2 separate regions of the Hordeum vulgare genome follow, and region 1 is linked to region 2. A link is a contact called in public Hi-C data. All regions are on one chromosome and are shown on one strand. The core of a region is the stretch at or near the end of the contact, and the rest is flanking DNA. Distances in the headings are between cores, read along the strand shown. Region 1 holds the start of LOC123453084 (leucine-rich repeat extensin-like protein 1). Region 2 holds the start of LOC123453071 (alpha-mannosidase At3g26720-like).

Evidence for each region. A called contact is a pair of places that touch in the nucleus more often than the background predicts.
Region 1: a contact with region 2 is called in a Hi-C map of leaf, with 5 times the contacts expected there. The contact joins the promoter of LOC123453084 here to the promoter of LOC123453071 in region 2. A contact is called at or near these places in 3 of 6 Hi-C or Micro-C datasets (leaf and seedling).

What each region holds. Positions count from the first base shown.
Region 1 is chr5H:565,063,174-565,070,125 of MorexV3_pseudomolecules_assembly, forward strand. LOC123453084 (leucine-rich repeat extensin-like protein 1) reads right to left here and starts at 4,896. Exons shown (of 4, transcript XM_045129846.1): 1 at 4,486-4,896; 2 at 3,406-3,519; 3 at 2,028-2,512; 4 at 1,141-1,732. The coding sequence starts at 4,806. The coding sequence ends at 1,513. LOC123399272 (chaperone protein dnaJ 8, chloroplastic-like) reads right to left here and starts at 637. Exons shown (of 3, transcript XM_045093693.1): 1 at 293-637; 2 at 72-180. The coding sequence starts at 583.
Region 2 is chr5H:564,605,169-564,612,204 of MorexV3_pseudomolecules_assembly, forward strand. LOC123453071 (alpha-mannosidase At3g26720-like) reads left to right here and starts at 2,491. Exons shown (of 29, transcript XM_045129834.1): 1 at 2,491-2,898; 2 at 3,040-3,123; 3 at 3,421-3,509; 4 at 3,612-3,786; 5 at 4,319-4,438; 6 at 4,759-4,845; 7 at 4,927-4,998; 8 at 6,699-6,812. The coding sequence starts at 2,689. It overlaps LOC123453070 (putative methyltransferase C9orf114), which reads right to left and starts at 75. Exons shown (of 10, transcript XM_045129832.1): 1 at 1-75.

The DNA of each region.
Region 1 (6,952 bases), core at 3,646-6,145, 460 kb after region 2:
CACTGGCTTGAAGAAAATATATGTAGCTTGTTGGATCAGAAGAGAAGAGAAGAGATGTCAGTACTCAGTACCGAGCCAATCGAACTCCTCTTCTTCCTCGGCGTGCTTGGGCCGGCTCTCGGAGTTCATCAGCGTGTTGTAGGCGTGCTTGATCCTCACAAACTTCTGATGAGCATTCGCCTACAATGAAGCGGAAACTCTGTCAGCAAAGTCTCCATTGGATCGAGTGGCAGCACTGAAGGTACTTCCATGGCCGAATCCTGCTGCTTGGATGGGAAAGAAGAGGGAGGACCTCCTTGTTGACGTCCGGGTGGTACTTGAGCGCCAGGCGCCGGTACGCGCGCTTGATCTCGGCCGGCGACGCCGACGGCGTCACGCCGAGCACCTCGTACGGTGACTCCCTCCTCCGCTCGCCTCCGCCGCCGGCGCCCGCGCGGACCCTCACGCTCGCCCGCCGCGTCCACCGGAGGGAGCTGGAGCCGGAGCGGAGGAGAGGAGGCGCCGGACTCGGATTAAGCCGGCGCGAGGGAGGGAGGAAGAGACGCGGGGCGGCGACGGCGGCGACCTGCGCCGACATCGCCATTGCGTATGGGGTTCGGGGCTCGAGGTGAGCGCGTCCTCCGCCGTTCAGATCGACCGGCGCAGAGGATCCAACGGCTGCGCTACAAGGTGATCGTTGCGCCCAAACCTTCCGTGGCTACACTTTTTACTGCAAACTGTAACATGCCGCGGTTCAGCGATTATGAAATTTAGCTGCCCGTCTTCCTCTAAAACTCATAATTGGACAAGAACTCAAACTTATTTGAGCACACAAGATCCTATTTCAAATATATGCAAGACTCTCATGTGAGTTATCATCATCAACATCTTAATAATTCTTGGTGATTTATCATCAAATCTCTGGATTATTTCCACCATTGACAAGGAAAACAATCTCTTCAGGGAGTTGGGTTATGGTAAAAAAAAAACAGTGAGAATCTTGTACTGGAAACTATGTTCCGCTCACGTTGAGCAAAATGGCAAGATCCAGTTAAAAATTTCGGAAGAAGTTAGTCTTTTGGTTGAACTTTCCAAAAAGAGTCCGTCTTGTCAAAAATCACCCGCAAACACAATGACACCACAACGGCCCGTCTCAACAACTTGCGCAAAACGATCAAGGGATATATTTTTAATACTACTACAGTGAGTTTTTCCACCATTTTGGCAGTTTTTAGGGATAGAAATCAATATAGGTGCTAGAGTTACCCTTACAGAAGTTACATAAGCTCATACCACCCTAGTCTTGACACCAACAGCTACCAGTTAGTACCACCAGTCTAACAAACTAAAGAGCAGCAGCTGAACTCATCATCTATACATCATATCAAACACATCAGCAGAAACGAGAGCGATGCCATCTTTCACCGATCCGAAATCCCAGTCCCTTGGTAGAAAGAATGGCAAAGCCACCACAGCGCAGAGCAGCAGCGCTTTTGATTCAGGTCGATCATGCTGGCAAAAAGAACTGAATGGTCACAGGTAAGCTGGTGCAGCTGCGGCGGCATGTACCAATGGCACAGCCTGAGAGGTCGCTGGGGCGCCCGGGAAGGAGTCGATCGCTGGCGCTGCTCCATAAGCACTGGGTTGTGGGGTAGTTCCTCCGGTTGCACCCTCGCTGCCTGGAGCATACCCGTAGTGCCTGACAAGTTGCAGGTTCGTCGCAGCCGCTTCATGTGGTACACCATAGGCAGCTCTGAAACACAAGAACGTGCAAGGCAAAGGCACGATCCAATCAACTATTTGTGCATGTAGCCAAAAAGAAAAGAAAAAACATGAATAAATGGTGACTTCTCACACGCAGAGTATGTATCTATATCCACATTCTCCTTGCAAGTAATTTCCTTTTAGAACTATCTAGACTAGCTGAACAATGCGGTTTCGAGACATCAACAGGCCGACATTGACCGATGTATAGTATTTGCTTTGCAAAAAAAAAAATGCATAGGAAAGAGGAAAGTACTAGGACCAATTGTGGCTACCATACATACCTCCCAGAAGTAGTTTCCTGGTAATGAGCTTTCACAGCATCAAATCGGTATGGATCATTCTGATTAGCAGCATAGTAGGGATCAGAGGAAGGCACGTAGTGTTGGGCTTGCGCATAGCCATATTGCAAAGGAGGCGCTTGGGCGTAGTGGTAGGTGGCAGGAGGTGGACCATATGCTTGATAACCTGCTTGATACGGATACGCAGTTGTGGTCGCATAGTAAGCAGGTACGGTGTATTGAGCAGTCAGAGGAAGGTGAGAATCTGGGCGTGGGTAAGGGTTATTTGGCACCAGAGGGGCAGCTTGAGGAGGAGCATAAGTGCTTGGTGGATACACATAAGAAGCTGGCTGTGTTGGGTATGAAGCTGAAGGAGGTAGAAAAGCAGCAGATTGGGTGGGATGCCTGTTGTCAACATAATGCGGGGGTGGTGCCTCTGACACTGGCGATAAAGCAATTGGACGAAACAATGCTCTCAGTTTCTCAACCTACAACAGGAATCCAACAGCAATGAAAATGCAATGCAGGTAAATGTGACATAGTCACAACTAAGCACTGATAAAATTAAGACAGAATAGAAAGATGGAGGATGAAGGTGCTATTCCTGCCTATTCCAACAAACCGGTACACTGACATGTAAGATCGATCTATACCAGTATTTCCACCCAAAAAAACTCAAGAGAAGAAGTAATAGAAGAAGAAAAAAACATGTTGCCGTTTTTTTTACGCGTCAACAGCGGCCTTATGCCTACCTGAACTTTATTACCAACCGAAGAGCCAATACACTTGTTCAGAATTACATAGGGGGGGAGGTGGGACTGAAGGGGAAGATTACAATTAAGGTACAAGAAACTTGTTCCCATTACACCCACTTTCCTCATCTCTCTACCGTATTTCTATTTTCCAAGGACAGTTTAACTACAAAACAGCTTAAATACAATCAGAAACCTATGGGTGCTGTCATACTAGAGAATATCCTAGTTCTACAAAATAAATGACTGAGATGCAATGTAAACGCATTAAAATGATAAGTTCCGTTCTCAAAGTTAAACCATAGTGAATAAAGATTAAATAGCCATCCCTCTAAATCTCGACTTGCTTCTACATGTGCCTACACCACAACAGCAAGTACTGAAGTAAGGGTGGAAACTACTGTTCAAAGTTCAAACTAGGCAAAGCAATATGTGAACTGACTAATTTGATACTTTGATCTATACAAAAGATCATACATAAGTGAGAATGAGTGTTCATCTGGCAGCCTGCCTGAAGATAGAACCTCTTTTCTTTGTACAGGAGTTACATATATACAAGACAGATTCAGCACAGTTCGTTTCACCTCTCTTCAAGTACAAAACATCAATAAACACTGGTTCCCACTTACCTGCGTAAAGGTAAGTTCAGGCCAAAATTTCCCACGGGAATAATTCTCGCTTATGGCACTTCTTACGCTACTCTCTGGGATAGGCATGAAATCACCATCAATCACAAATTTGACCTGCACATATAAGAAGAACACTGAACACTCAGTTTACGAATAATAATAATGTATAGTTAATCTATGAGGTTGATTGCTGGATGTCACTGGACACTAAAGAGCAAAATATGAACCAAGATGAACCGAAATTTCAGAAAATTAAAATTGTCAGGACTCCTTTGGTAGATAAGGTACTTAAAAAAGTTGTATCATTCATAGCAGTGGAAATGAGTTCTCACCAAGCTAACTGGCTTTTGCTACAGAAGGAAATCAAACAGAAAACTAAAATAATACTCTCTCCGTCCCAAAATTCTTGTCTTAAGTTGTTTAGAAATGGATGTATCAAAATACTAAAATGTGATTAGATACATTCATATCTAGACACATCTAAGACAAGAATTTTGGGACTGAGGGAGTAATAATTATACATATCAAAGAAAGTACGGCAAAGTTCATCTCCATAGCCAGTAGTAAATTGCAAAATCAGTTTAATTAAGAGGGACGGACAGTGGGCGACCCAAAATGCTTGTATGGCTGGAGCATGGAACACTACTGTTCTAACCAATGTATTTCAGGTTCAGGTTCTCCCTATATGTTACAAGCATCAGTCCTTGAGTTGACTCCCAACTTTTCATCAATCATCATATGTAAACTTGTGATGTCTTGTCTCTTAATTACTTGGTGAAAACTGAAAACTCTTCTCTTTCTTTGATGTCTTGTCTCTTAATTACACTTGTATCGGCACAGTAGGAAAGCCACCATTTATCTTGTTGCAAACCATAAAACTGCGGCTGACAAAGGTAAAAGGTTGGACCTGGTGATTTGCCACTGAAATGTGGCGCCAGGGCCCACATTTCAGTGACACATGGAGCGGCAAATCATCAAGCTCCATTCTTTCTTTGTGGTGGTACTTAAAAGATTGACACACGCACAATCACAATCACACATGATTCCAGACCTGGAACGCGAGGGGGTGAGGGGCGGTACCTGGGCAGGGTAGCGGCCCTGGAAGGCGGCGGGCTCGAGGGCGAGGCCGCCGTCGGAGTCGGCGCGGTAGGGCCCGTAGAGGTACTTGGCGTGGAAGTCGTAGAGGAAGAGCGCGGCGCCGCGCCTGATCCGGGAGACGGCGTCCAGCCTCCCCCGCGGAAGGCCCAGCACCCTGTACCTGAAGCACTCGGGCCTGGTCTCGCCGCTGCAGATGAAGATGTACCCCGCCGGCAGCGGCGGGGCGTCGTCTTCCGGGGGGTCCGACGCCGGCTGAGGCCCCGGGCTCTTGCGCGCCGGAGGGGGGGAGGCGTCCGTCGCCATGGACGCCGAGGCGGAGCGGGGGAGAGCGGCCTAGGGCTTTCCCCCTGCGCAGAGTTTTTCTTTGGTGGAGTTCGGGAGAGCAGGAGTGGACTAGTGGAGTGGGAGTGGTCGACGGCGAATCAAATAAGTGCTTAACGAGCACGGCCCGGGCTAAAAGTGTGCCTGCCCGGCACGGCCCGTGCTAAAAATGTGCCTGGCACGGGCTTGGTTGGCCCGGCCCGTTTGGCCACGTACGTGCTTGACTAGGTTGCAGTGTGTTACTCGAGAGAAATCATCCGGCTGCCCACCCATCGGATCAACACATCTAGGATCGACAAACGTCATGATAGCGGACCAGCTTCAACACAACAGGGTGCCAGCTCTATCGCAGGCGTTGCGCGACCATAGCCCTCCAACGTAGTGTCGACGACATTCGGTGAAGATTCAATGCAACACCAACGACATCGGGTGAAGCTACATTGCAACTCCGGCGACCCCTGCGGCGCTCCATTGCAGCGCTCATGAAGCTTCAACGGTCCCACGACACTTCATTGAAACTCCGGCAAGCTTTGTTGCAACACGCTTTAAATCAACCCTGATGGTGCTTCGTTGCAGCTCCGACGAGTCAGCTCTGCTTCACTGGCTGATGCAGCCCGTCGGCTAGCCTGGAACACCACACCTTTGGCACCCCTTTGCGCTGCTTCATTGCGACGCCGATGAGCCCCTCTCTACTTCACCTGCAGCAGGCAGGTCCGGTCGGGCTGCCGATGAGCCCCTCTCTACTTCACCTGCAGCAGGCAGCTCCGGTCGGGCTGCCGATGAGCCCCTCTCTACTTCACGTGCACCAGGCAGCTCCGGTCGGGCTGCCGATGAGCCCCTCTCTACTTCACGTGCAGCAGGCAGCTCCGGTCGGGCTGCCGATGAGCCCCTCTCTACTTCACGTGCAGCAGGCAGCTCCGGTCGGGCTGCCGATGAGCCCCTCTCTACTTCACGTGCAGCAGGCAGCTCCGGTCGGGCTGCCGATGAGCCCCTCTCTAGTTCACCTGCAGCAGGCAGCTCCGGTCGGGCTGCCGATGAGCCCCTCTCTACTTCACGTGCAGCAGGCAGCTCCGGTCGGGCTGCCGATGAGCCCCTCTCTACTTCACGTGCAGCAGGCAGCTCCGGTCGGGCTGCCGATGAGCCCCTCTCTAGTTCACCTGCAGCAGGCAGCTCCGGTCGGGCTGCCGATGAGCCCCTCTCTACTTCACCTGCAGCAGGCAGCTCCGGTCGGGCTGCCGATGAGCCCCTCTCTACTTCACCTGCAGCAGGCAGCTCCGGTCGGGCTGCCGATGAGCCCCTCTCTACTTCACCTGCAGCAGGCAGCTCCGGTCGGGCTGCCGATGAGCCCCTCTCTACTTCACCTGCAGCAGGCAGCTCCGGTCGGGCTGCCGATGAGCCCCTCTCTACTTCACCTGCAGCAGGCAGCTCCGGTCGGGCTCCCGATGAGCCCCTCTCTACTTCACCTGCAGCAGGCAGCTCCGGTCGGGCTCCCGATGAGCCCCTCTCTACTTCACCTGCAGCAGGCAGCTCCGGTCGGGCTCCCGATGAGCCCCTCTCTACTTCACCTGCAGCAGGCAGCTCCGGTCGGGCTCCCGATGAGCCCCTCTCTACTTCACCTGCAGCAGGCAGCTCCGGTCGGGCTGCCGATGAGCCCCTCTCTACTTCACCTGCAGCAGGCAGCTCCGGTCGGGCTGCCGATGAGCCCCTCTCTACTTCACGTGCAGCAGGCAGCTCCGGTCGGGCTGCCGATGAGCCCCTCTCTAGTTCACCTGCAGCAGGCAGCTCCGGTCGGGCTGCCGATGAGCCCCTCTCTACTTCACCTGCAGCAGGCAGCTCCGGTCGGGCTGCCGATGAGCCCCTCTCTACTTCACCTGCAGCAGGCAGCTCCGGTCGGGCTGCCGATGAGCCCCTCTCTACTTCACCTGCAGCAGGCAGCTCCGGTCGGGCTCCCGATGATTTTAGTCTCTTTACTACTTGGATCCAAGCATGGTTGAGGCTAGCAAGTTTTAGTCTCATTACTTTTAGTTATGGGACTAAAACGTATCCAAGCACTCTCTCGGTCCTCAGTATTGAACCCACTGTTCTCCATACTACTCTAGCAACAAGGCAAAGAAACATCAGGTGTTGG
Region 2 (7,036 bases), core at 1,241-3,740:
GTCGGCCGGGATGGATTTGTGGGTTTTGGTTTTTCTTTTTTAGGGGAACGGGCTGACCAAAGGGTTTCGGGAAGTGAGTGGCTTCCTCTCCCGTGCATATATCGGCCCAAGGGCCGTTGGGCTGTGGCCGAGCCGGCGGCCTATAAAGGCAACCGTTTTTTACACACACAAGAGTGCTCGAGTGTTTAAAGCGGTTTATTTTTCACCCACGGGTCTCTTCTCGGCATCGCTGGGTTCCCATCCATCACAAGCATGGAGGTTCATGATCAAACTCTCCTTCTCCGACCACCAAATCTCTTCCCTTTCGAACGCAATCCCGCGGTTGTGGGACAACGCAACACAAGAGTGGTGGTTGCAGGAAGGCGGCTTCGAGACTCCTTACTATGTCGGATAAGGACAATAGAGCCACCGCTCTACGAGCATGGGGAAGATCATCGGCCGACGAGCCACAAGGTCTCGGGTCACGCAGCGTCCTTGCTTCTTCGGTTCACAACGCAACCTTGTATGTTGTGGCATTCTGTTGATCCTAGGCAAGTTGGTGTCTTCCCTTTGTTCATTGAAGCTTCGGCAACAACGATATATGGTGACGACTGATGATGATTTTGTTTTTAGTTCCCCTAAGAGTTTCTTCGTAATTCTTTGGGTCTTTTTTTATGAAGTGTTGAGCCTATTGTGTTCTGGTTGCCTCTATGCGGCGGCTATGTGTGGGTCTTGTACTCTACTTTATGAATGACACATGATTTACTTCAAAAAAAGTCTGTGGAATCATGATGGATGGAGTTGATATAGTAAAACAAATTTTGATAAGTAAAATATGAATCGAGGAAGCGACAAAAGCATGGAATCATAACTGGATTCCTCGAAAGGGGATGATGCGTCATTGGTAGGGATGTCCTCCGCGGAGTACAAAGAAAGGAAAAAGTCCAAAACAAACCTTGAAGTCGTAAACGAAAGCTAAATCAAACCCTGAATTTTAAATCCCGGGAATTGGCACTCTGAACTTGTAATCCCGGTCTATTTTATACCCTAGACCTGTTTGACACACTGGGATTACTATAATCCTGACCGGGATAACTTTCTTCTCTCACGGACGAGAATTTGGGCTGGCCCACTATAGCACAACAAAATTTCGTGTAGTTTAAAAAATGTTCGCGTATTTCTAAAATTATTTAGAAGTTAAGAACTGTTTATGTTTCTTATTTTTGGCCCGAATTTAATTTCCCTTTGTATTGTTTTTGAAATGACTGTACTTTTGAAATTATATTCAAAGTTTTAAAAACCGTCCGCGATTATAAAAAATCACATTTACGAAAAATATTCAGAATTCCAACAGTTTTTCACATGCTTTGAAAAATCTTCAGGATTTTCACAAATTGTGTCACATTCTTCAAATAATATTTTTAGAATTTTGTAAATTGTTTGTGTTTTGGAAAACAACATTCCAAAACGTAACCATGTATTCAAGAATATGTTTTATTGTATAGAAATTTAAAATATGTTTCATTGTCATGAAGAAAATGTGCAACGTCTATTTCAAAAGATGTCACTGTTTATTCAAAAAGTGTCGAAAACATGTACTCCCTCCGTCCCAAAATAACTGTCTTAAGCTTAGTACAACTTTATACTAGAGTTAGTATAAAGTTGAGACATTTATTTTGGGACAGAGGGAGTATTACGAAAATGTTACACGCGCAAAGCGAGATGTCTTTTTTTTGTATTCGTTTGTTCTGGTGTCTTTTTTCTTATAATACATGACCTTAAAAATATCAAAAAAATACAATTATTTACTGAACGTGACTGGCCGGCCTACCGCATTTGAAGCGAGTTTTCTTCCCTTTAATAAACAATCCGGAGAGTCGAACTTGCAACCAGCTGCTGCTGAGCTCGTCGCACAAACCACTACAATAAATGCTAGTGATTTAATGAGAGGACTGAAATTTAACCATTAACATGAATATTTTTCAGAAAATGTTAACATGCATCTGGCAAAACGTTACCGTGTATTCAAAATAAAGTTGAAAACATGTATTTTTCAAAAGTGTACATAAGATATTTGAAAAATCTCAAAAGTGCATCAAAAATATTTCGTGTGCGTGTTGAAAATGTACTTCATGTATTGAGAAAAATTAGGCATGTGTAAAAAAATGGGTTAAACCATGGTAGAGGGGGCGTGCAAGGGACTGATTTAATGAGCCGACCCGATTTGACTGCCGCGTCAACAATTCCCAGCGAGACACTCTTAAGGTTGAAAATAGACCGGGATCAGAGAGTTTGGTGTGCTGATTTCAAGGATTGGAAATTTAGGGTTTAATTTATCTTTCGACTACAAATTCAATGTTTATTTTGGACTTTTTCTTACAAAGAAAACACGAGAGGAGGGAGGGAATGTTTGAAGGAGAAGACCGTAATTATCAAGAGGACGGGAGGACCTCACAGCAATTCGCTCTACTGGATAGAACCCCGGATATCCGACGTGGCACAGCGAGGGCGCAACCACCTGCACATCCTCGACCCCTCCCACCGCCAGGCGGGCCCGGGCCCGTCCCCCCGCTGCTCTCAGTCTTAGCAAGTCGACTTCGCCGCGCCGGCCGGGCCACTCAGTGGAGCCGTCACTCTCGCAACCCGACGACCGCCACCGCCTTCCCCTCGCCCTCCCCACCGCGCTCGCTCCGCTCCCCGGCGGCGCCCATGGGCCCCGTCCGGCTCGCCCTCCTCCTCCTCCTCGCCGCCGTCCTGCTTCTGCCCGGCGACGGCGAGGCGGCGTACATCCCCTACAACACGTCGGCGGGGGTGGTCAACGGGAAGCTGAACGTGCACGTCGTCCCCCACACCCACGACGACGTCGGCTGGCTCAAGACCGTCGACCAGTACTACGTCGGATCCAACAACTCCATCCAGGTCCGAGTTCCCTTCCGCCGCTCCCGGGTTCCGCCGGGGGTTTTCCGTCCCCTTAGATTCGTCGCCCTTGGCTTCGGTGTAGATTTACAGTTCCGGCCCCCGTCGGCTTCGGATGTCGCTGAAGCGGAATTTTGGTCGCAGGGCGCGTGCGTTCAGAACGTGCTGGATTCGCTCGTGCCGGCGCTGCTCAGGGACGAGAACCGCAAGTTCATCTACGTCGAGCAGGTAAGGGGGTTTTCATGGCCGCCAGCAATCTGACAGGCTTGGAGCTGTGGAATTGGGAGGTTGCAGAGCAATGTACAACAGTTACCTGTAACAGCCCTGCTGCTGTACAACAGTTTCATTTTTGTCAGTTGTCAGAGTGTTACAGGAACTCTGTCCCCTGCTGTCTGTTTCCACAATTGGAGCTGGGCCAGCAGTTGTACATCCTAATAGAACGGATGGTGTTACAATGTGGGTTCAGTTTTGGCTTCGATGCAGTGATTTATCTTCAGTAAACTGTTTATGGATGGTTGGTTGCAGGCATTTTTCCAGAGGTGGTGGAGGCAGCAGAGCGACATTATCAAGGATACGGTGAAGGGGCTCGTCAGCTCCGGGCGGCTGGAATTCATGTACGCTGGCTCTTTCAACAACTTTCGTTTTAGGCTGCATTGGAAATCATGCCTCTGCTCTGTATTTTGACTGACGACATATTACTCCTTGTGATGCTGAAGAAATGGGGGTATGTGCATGCACGACGAGGCGACCGTGCACTACATTGACATGATTGATCAGACTACGCTGGGCCACAGGTTCATCAAGGAGGAGTTTGGTCAGATTCCAAGGATTGGTTGGCAGATAGATCCGTTTGGGCACTCTGCAGTTCAGGCTTACCTCCTCGGTGCAGAAGTAATTCACTGTATCCATTTTACGTCATGCTTTCAGATTTTGTGTGACTTTTTTTATGGTCCGCTGTTACTTCCGTGTACGTCTCATTTGCATGACAAGAGGGGTTTCAAACTCAGGATGCTGACTTCTGTACCATTATGATAGGTTACCTGTCAGCACTGGTTCTAGCTACTATGAACTTGCTGGTTACAGTAATACCTAAACGTTGAGATGTAGTACTGTAGGTTCACAGAGCGTGCATAATAGGAATTCCCAGAACTATGCTCTCAAGAGTCAAGTGATTGACTGTACTTCTTGACCACCCAACATAATAGGAATTCCAAGAGAGAAATCTCTTGTCGCGATTGTTTTGTCTCTGCTATTCTTGTTCTCTCTACAATATCCTTGTTTTGTCTCTGCTATTCTTGTTCTCTCTGCAATGTTCATCTTTTGCTCTTGATACAATGCTCGTCGCGATCTCATAGCCTTAGACTGGATGTATGGCTAGTGTGCATAAGGAGTATACTAGTGTAACACATTTACCATCTTTCAGGTAGGATTTGATGCATTATATTTTTTCCGGATTGATTACCAAGATCGTGACACAAGGAAGGGGACAAAAGAACTCGAGGTTGTATGGAGGGGCTCCAAGACCTTTGGCTCATCAGCTGATGTAAGTAGCATTTTCCTTTTCCTTAATGTAACTACGTCAGTGCTGTGAAACATTTCATTCTGATGATTAAGCGTAGACCTGCATTACGACGCACCCATGGGGTCTTAGCAGTATTTCTCGCTGCAAGTGGTCTGCACCGCACTGAGGTGGCATGCTCCAAATAAAAACCATGACCATATATATTTTGTAACAGTTTCTTTATTGTCAATGAGTATGCAGCACTCCTGCCAGTTTTCTCGGAGAACAATCAATTTGAAGTTCTTAAAATTTGGTAAACATATTTCATATGCAATGGTGGAAATCTGCTCATTTTCTTTCAGATTTTTGCTGGCATCTTCCCAAAAAATTATGAACCACCACCTGGTGACTTTTATTTTGAAGTCGATGCTACTTCCCCTGTTGTCCAGGTAAATTGATGAGAACTTCAGATATGTTAATTTTGTCAACACCAGGAATAAACCCATTCTTCATTACTTTTGTCTGTGTAGGATGATCCCCTTCTTTTTGATTACAACGTTGAACAACGGGTGAATGATTTTGTTGCTGCAGCGCTGGCACAGGTACAGTAGGGTCTCGTGTATGTCCATACTTTTACGCTGATGCATACTTTGCCCAGTTATATACAACAACAACAACAACAACAAAGCCTTTAGTCCCAAACAAGTTGGGGTAGGCTAGAGGTGAAACCCATAAGATCTCGCGACCAACTCATGGTTCTGGCACATGGATAGCAAGCTTCCACGCACCCCTGTCCATGGCTAGTTCTTTGGTGATGCTCCAATCCTTTAGATCTCTCTTTACGGACTCTTCCCATGTCAAGTTCGGTCTACCCCGACCTCTCTTGACATTATCAGCATGCTTTAGCCGGGCTTCTGGAGGCCTACGCTGAATATGCCCAAACCACTTCAGACGATGTTGGACAAGCTTCTCTTCAATTGGCGCTACCCCAACTCTATCTCGTATATCATCATTCCGGATTCGATCCTTCCTTGTGTGGCCACACATCCATCTCAACATGCGCATCTCCGCCACAACTAGCTGTTGCACATGTCGCCTTTTAGTCGGCCAACATTCAGCGCCATACAACATAGCGGGTTGAATTGCCGTCCTATAGAACTTGCCTTGTAGCTTTTGTGAAACCCTCTTGTCACAGAGAATGCCAGAAGCTTGGCGCCACTTCATCCATCCGGCTTTAGTTCGATGGTTAACATCTTCATCGATATCCCCATCCTTCTGCAACATTGACCCCAAATAACGAAAGGTGTCCTTCTGAGGTACCACCTGCCCATCAAGGTTAACATCCCCCTCCTTCTCGTGCTTAGTAGTACTGAAAGCGCACCTCATGTACTCGGTCTTAGTCCTACTAAGTCTAAAACCTTTCGATTCCAAGGTTTGCCTCCATAACTCCAACTTTCTGTTGACCCCCGTCCGACTATCATCGACTAGAACCACATCGTCTGCAAAGAGCATACACCATGAGATATCTCCTTGTATATCCCTTGTGACCTCATCCATCACCAAGGCAAAATGATAAGGGCTCAAAGCTGACCCCTGATGTAGTCCTATCTTAATCGGGAAGTCATCAGTGTCGCCATCAGTTGTTCGAACACTTGTCACAACACTATCGTACATGTCCTTGATGAGGGTAATGTACTTCGCTGGGACTTTGTGTTTCTCCAAGGCCCACCACATAACATTCCGCGGTATCTTATAATAGGCCTTCTCCAAGTCAACGAACACCATATGCAAGTCCTTCTTTTGCTCCCTATACCTCTCCATAAGTTGTCGTACCAAGAAAATGGCTTCCATGGTCGACCTCCCAGGCATTTTGCCTAGTTATATACATTGGATGAAAATCCATTGGTCTACTACAAATTTCTTATTTAATTAGAACAGCCATCTGGGTTGTGTTCACAAGTTCATACCTAACATTGAAAATGCGGCTTCAGATTTTTATGTTACTTTGACCTTAGCATTTCATGCTGAAAATTTAAAGGATGCAAGAGAAACTTCACGACAGGTAAGACTGTCTGTCCTAAACCCGTGTACGCCATACCACTGAGTCGCGCGGCTCGTGGAAAATATGATAGTGAGGCCGATCGGACAGCGCGCATGTGGTTCTACCGATAAGCCAAATACAGAGCGTTCTGCAAATAGATTTCTCTTATTTAAACCGCATCATTTCATACTTAAAGTTGTTCTATTTGGTAGTGCAGGTGTTCATCGTAATTTATACTCGTTATATATTTTCTTTTTGTAGGCAAATGTTACAAGGACAAACCATGTCATGTTTACAATGGGAACAGACTTCAAATATCAATACGCGGAAAGTTGGTTCAGACAGATGGACAAATTAATTCATTATGTGAACAAGGTAAAGGATGAGCCTGGAATAAGACGAACAATACTAGATTTTCATGGCATGTTTTTTAAAGATATAGTTATGTTTGTTTGACATAACATATTTAAGAATATGGTTAAGGTGGTACTTTGAGGACCGTAAATGTCCTAAACTACTTGTATTGTGAATCAGTGGGTGTATTTCTTTAGTAATTTCGAAGCTATATCACAAACTTATAATCACAGCACTACTTAATC